Linked DNA regions of Sus scrofa: region 1 is linked to region 2. Evidence: chromatin contacts called from public Hi-C data. All regions are on one chromosome and are shown on one strand. Each heading gives the region's core, a stretch centred on a gene start, on an enhancer-like site or on the middle of the called end of the contact. The rest is flanking DNA. Distances are from core to core; before and after follow the strand shown.

What was found. A called contact is a pair of places that touch in the nucleus more often than the background predicts.
Region 1: a contact with region 2 is called in a Hi-C map of liver, with 3 times the contacts expected there. The contact joins two enhancer-like sites. A contact is called at or near these places in 1 of 5 promoter capture datasets (liver), 12 of 47 Hi-C or Micro-C datasets (blood, embryonic fibroblasts, fetal heart ventricle and 3 more) and 1 of 2 datasets of contacts at active chromatin or transcription factors (skeletal muscle).

The regions. Positions count from the first base shown.
Region 1 is chr3:86,737,968-86,740,959 of Sscrofa11.1, reverse strand. All of the region lies in intron 1 of SPTBN1 (spectrin beta chain, non-erythrocytic 1), which reads left to right. Among named protein-coding and RNA genes, the nearest start is that of SPTBN1, 45 kb to the left of the region's middle. Within about 2 kb of position 1,534, at least 9 of the 83 cell types and tissues checked have an H3K27ac peak or open chromatin away from gene starts, as enhancers often do. A contact at or near this core is called in liver, where this site is marked.
Region 2 is chr3:86,622,671-86,625,454 of Sscrofa11.1, reverse strand. SPTBN1 (spectrin beta chain, non-erythrocytic 1) reads left to right here. Exons shown (of 36, transcript XM_021088218.1): 14 at 1-841; 15 at 927-1,064; 16 at 1,855-2,611. Among named protein-coding and RNA genes, the nearest start is that of EML6, 87 kb to the right of the region's middle. Within about 2 kb of position 1,429, at least 4 of the 83 cell types and tissues checked have an H3K27ac peak or open chromatin away from gene starts, as enhancers often do. A contact at or near this core is called in liver, where this site is marked.

The DNA.
Region 1 (2,992 bases), core at 285-2,784, 120 kb before region 2:
CATTGTGGAAAATTAAAAATTCTTATGTCAGTTTAGTAAAAAAAAAAATTACAGATAATTCTTAATCATTTAGGGGTTTATTTTAGTTTCATTTGTTTGATTTTTACAATTTATAGCTTTAACTTGAACAAATTTATGATGGAATAAACTGGTAACTTTTTCTTCTTGATGGAGCTGCTTTGGTAGGGATAGTGCTTATAATAATACCTTTGGAAGATTAGAAATTTTTAAGTATGAGGTTTATTCATTAAATGTTTATCTATTCTCTGCTTTGTGCTAGGCATTATATCTAGATCCCTATGTATCGTTGAATAAAAATGCCTAACAGTTCATGGCAATTGTGGTATATAAGGTGCTGTAGCCACTTTTGGTACATACCGCACAGAAACAGTTCCCATACAAATGTATAACAGGAGGCAGGGGTCTGGGGGCTTCGGAAGAGCCTTCCTAGAGAAAGTCATGTTCAGGCTGACCTGGTTCTTGTTTGTGTTTTCCCTATCGTTAAAAATCACAAATTATTGAGAGAGAGTAGCTCCATTGCTAATGAGATTCAAAAGCCTTCCTAATCACTGGATACTTTGGGGGTGGGAATTAAGCATTTAACAGTACCAAAGACAGCTTTAGAGTTCACTCAGACCCCACTAAAAATCCAGCCCCCTGTTTTTCTCTCTGCGCAGGGTCATAGAATGCTAACATAATTTGATTCCCTTCCATTCTCTGAATTGCCCTACTATCTTATTCATTCTTAACTTTCTTGCTGAGTTTGACAAAAGAAACAACTAACGTCTTTGAAAGTATATGGGGGAAAAACAAAGTGCGTATTAGGTTGTAGATATTTTGGGATGTAGAAAATGGGTTTATTAATAACGTATTTCAAGGAGATGGAAGTACAGGCTTGGTTTTGGTGAGGCCAGGAGTTCAAAAATAGTTTCCAAAATCCCATTACCAGGGAGCTTTTAAAGAAAGAAATTCAGAGTGGTCTGGATGTTCTAGGTCATGTTCTTTTAAGCCGGTAGCCCCCTGTTGGGATAAGGAAGGATGCTGGTTTCCTTTGCCTTTTCTCTCCCTGTTTTTTTTTTTCCCCAATTTCAGAAAATTATTTATTGAAGCATAGTTAATTTGCAATATTTTGTTAGTTTCAGGTGTATAGCATAGCGATTCAGTATTTTTGCAGATTATACACCATTGAAGGTTATTATAAGATAATGGCTGTTATTCCATGTGCTGTACAGTATACCCTTGTTGCTCCTTTGCTCTTGAACCTGCTTGAGGACTTCACCAGCAAAGACCTTCTTTTCATTTGGAAGTACTTTGAGCAGTAGGGTAGGAGCCAAGCACATCTGAGTAGCAGGCCCATGCCCCTGTAGCTTTGGACAGGCTGTGCTTGATGCTGGGCCTTTCTGTGAAGTTTGGAGCGTGTGTCTGTTGGCTTGGTTGGATTATGGCCTGGCCCTGTGTTAGGTGTGCATGCTCCTGTCCGGTCAGCGCCTCTGTGGTTCATTTTAACCACTGTGGTTCATTTTTCTTATCTATCACTGTTTAAATATTATGGAAAGCCAGAGCGAATCTCCACACTCTCACTAACCTTTGTCACCAAGCTTGATACCGTGCACCTTTGGAATCAAGTTTTTAAACAGTAATGTGCAGAATTCTGATGGATTCCAGTCTCTATTGATTGTTAAAAATGTTGTTTTTAAAAAAAATTTTTTTTCATATTGATAGGTTTAAGCAGATTTTAGTAATAAAGGTTTGGTCATATTAAAGTGGTAATTATTTGAATATTTTGGGGGGGATTTATGTCAGTTCTCCTTTTCAAGTATCATCGGCCACTCTTCACTCACTTTGTTTATTTGAAAGGTTACAGATTTCTAAATAGTTTGGGAAACATTTACCAACCATGCAGTGGGGAAGGGCTTGCTGCTGAAGCGTAAATCCAAACAATCAGCGTTGTTGGAACTGCTTTTTGAGACAACTTAATTAATAATATTTAAACCTTTGGAAATTTGAGTATTTTAGACAAGCCTAGGATTTAAGTCATTTTGCAAAGGAGAATGAGTCTCAAAATATTATGTATTAACATAAGTGTTTATTTATACCAAATAAGATTATGAAATTTGTGATTATTCCATTCCTATCCAAATAGGAGCTTTCATGGTTTATTGGTTGAAAATAAATTTCTGATAAAGATTCATCCTTTGCTGAGTGAGTCTGGGTGAGGAAACTGTTGCCCCTTATGTAACAGTTACAGTTGATCTTGATCCAGGATGCATATTATTTAGGCAGAAAGAAGCATTGTGCTTTAGCTTTAGAATGCTCTGGGTGACACTGCCCCCGCTGCCTGCCATTTTATTTTCCAATTGTTTCTGAGCCTCTGCTGTGGTTTTCATGCTGGTGCTGGAGGATAAAAGATGAGCAGAACGGAGAGGGCCCTGGCCCTCACAGAGCTTCCTGTGTGTGCTTTGTCCATGTGTAGCGTTGCTTTTCCTTGTGGTTTTACATGTTTCTTTCATTCGATCATTCCAGGAAATTGAGATATGCATTTTCACTGGATAGATTTGCAGAGCATTTTGGCACTGGGCTGTTCTAGGAGCAAAAGTCAGCTTCCAGATAGCACGTTATTGCTCCTCTGTTGTTTGGGCACTCGTGCCTTACGCAGTTTCACAAAAATTAAGGCGTGAAATGCCAAACTCACTGAAGTTTAGGATGGGCATTTAGGCAGTGGTGCCTTTAGACCTACATCCTAATGTAATTTAAAACTATTTGGAAATAAAGGTAAGACCAAAGTGGCTATTTATAGTGGCTTGGAAACCCTGTGTTAGCCCTAAGACTGTGATGTTCAATCTGCCTTGAGTTAATGATTTCAATTTTAATTGCTTTTCTCTGTACGTAGAACAAAAGCAAGGAAGGCCTTTAACTGTCACGTATACAAGGAAGCCTTGTGTTTAATAGGAATTATTTTTCAATGTTTTTAGTTTTGGAAAAGCAAAGCTTA
Region 2 (2,784 bases), core at 180-2,679:
GAGACCGCGTGGCCCACATGGAGTTCTGTTATCAAGAGCTTTGCCAGTTGGCAGCAGAGCGCCGGGCCCGCCTGGAAGAGTCCCGGCGCCTCTGGAAGTTCTTCTGGGAGATGGCGGAGGAGGAAGGCTGGATCCGGGAGAAGGAGAAGATCCTGTCCTCTGACGACTACGGCAAGGACCTCACCAGTGTCATGCGCCTGCTCAGCAAGCACCGGGCATTCGAGGACGAGATGAGCGGCCGCAGCGGTCACTTCGAGCAGGCCATCAAAGAGGGCGAGGACATGATCGCTGAGGAGCACTTTGGGTCGGAGAAGATCCGGGAGCGGATCGCCTACATCCGCGAGCAGTGGGCCCACCTGGAGCAGCTCTCGGCCATCCGCAAGAAGCGCCTGGAGGAGGCCTCACTGCTGCACCAGTTCCAGGCGGATGCCGACGACATCGACGCCTGGATGCTGGACATCCTCAAGATCGTCTCCAGCAACGACGTGGGCCACGATGAGTACTCCACCCAGTCTCTGGTCAAGAAGCACAAGGATGTGGCCGAGGAGATCGCCAACTACCGGCCCACCATCGACTCGCTGCACGAGCAGGCCGGTGCCCTCCCCCAGGAGCACGCCGAGTCCCCCGATGTACGGGGCCGGCTCGCGGGCATCGAGGAGCGCTACAAGGAGGTGGCTGAACTGACGCGGCTGCGGAAGCAGGCGCTGCAGGACACCCTGGCCCTGTACAAGATGTTCAGCGAGGCTGATGCCTGCGAGCTCTGGATCGATGAGAAGGAGCAGTGGCTCAACAACATGCAGATCCCAGAGAAGCTGGAGGACCTGGAGGTCATCCAGCACAGGTGAGTGGGGCACTCCGGGGACGCCTGCCTGTTGAGGCTACCAGCAAGCCAGGAGGTGACCACCCTTGTTGAACTGCCTTTTCAGATTCGAGAGCTTAGAACCAGAGATGAACAACCAAGCTTCCCGAGTGGCGGTGGTGAATCAGATTGCACGGCAGCTGATGCACAGCGGCCACCCAAGCGAGAAGGAGATCAAGGCCCAGCAGGACAAGCTCAACACGAGGTGAGGCCGGAGCCCTGTGTGCCAGGTCACCTGCTGAGCCTCGAGGTCAGGGGATTTCCTGTACGGGGTCACTGGCATCGTGGCACTGATGTCATGGCGTTGGCATCTGCTTTTCTATATCCCCTGGTTTTACAAGAAGTGTCTCTGGAGGCAACATAGTTCTGGCAGTCCCTCCCCACGTGGGAAGCGAGGGCTTGGGTGAGACCTCTGCCCAGCGTGGTAGATCCATGGCGTCAGGGTGACATCTGTGTTGTTCGTCTTAAAAAGATTTCTGGAACAGCATTTTAGCATGTTTGAGACATAATTGGCCAATGAATCCTGATTATCAAGGTGGACCTTTGTCCCAGTCTTATCTTTCTGTCGAATAAACACATTGCAATAGGTCTTGGTGGCATGCTGGCCTCAGTTCGGAAGGTGACTAACAGCCTTTGGGTGTGGCGAATGGGAACATTCATTAGGTGCAGCTCAGAGACCAGTAAAACATGCACACAGTCTTGAATTAAATGGCTCTTTGTGGGACATGTGTGTTTCCACTGCCCACTTTGCAGCTTTTTGACAAGCCTCTTTTCTTGTCAGGGTTTTATTTTTCCAGACCATATGGTGTCCCCTGAGCTGTTTTGTTGATACTTGGTGTCCATATACTGAGAGAGGTGATTTTCCCAAAGGATGTAGTCAAAGCAGAGGTGGAGAGGGGAAATCCCAGCTTTGACTGTCACTGTCAATTTCATTGTCCAGCCGTGAGCTTCTGGCCTCTCTCACGCTGCTTTTTCCACCACCCCTGCACCCACAGGTGGAGTCAGTTCAGGGAGCTGGTGGACCGGAAGAAGGATGCACTCCTCTCCGCCCTGAGCATCCAGAACTACCACCTCGAGTGCAATGAAACCAAGTCCTGGATCCGGGAAAAGACCAAGGTCATCGAATCCACCCAGGACCTGGGCAATGACCTGGCTGGCGTCATGGCCTTGCAGCGCAAGCTGACCGGCATGGAGCGGGACCTGGTGGCCATCGAGGCGAAGCTGAGCGACCTGCAGAAGGAGGCTGAGAAGCTGGAGTCCGAGCACCCCGACCAGGCCCAGGCCATCCTGTCTCGGCTGGCCGAGATCAGCGACGTGTGGGAGGAGATGAAAACCACGCTGAGGAACCGCGAGGCCTCCCTGGGAGAGGCCAGCAAGCTGCAGCAGTTCCTGCGGGACCTGGACGACTTCCAGTCCTGGCTCTCCAGGACCCAGACGGCCATCGCCTCGGAGGACATGCCCAACACCCTGACCGAAGCCGAGAAGCTCCTCACACAGCATGAGAACATCAAAAACGAGATCGACAACTACGAGGAGGACTACCAGAAGATGAGGGACATGGGTGAGATGGTCACGCAGGGCCAGACCGACGCCCAGTACATGTTTCTGCGGCAGCGGCTGCAGGCCCTGGACACCGGGTGGAATGAGCTCCACAAGATGTGGGAGAACAGACAGAACCTCCTTTCCCAGTCCCACGCCCACCAGCAGTTCCTGCGGGACACCAAGCAGGCTGAAGCCTTTCTCAACAACCAGGTAACTCCCTCTCTGCCTGACCTGCCTTCCCATAGCCCCGGCTGTCTTTGGAAGCATTCCCACCTGGGCTGCTGGTTTAAACCTGGCCTCTGTGAAATTAGAAAAATAAGAGGCATTTGTTATTTCATGACTTCTAAAGCACTGAAACCCATCACAATGTAGGAGATAGAGTC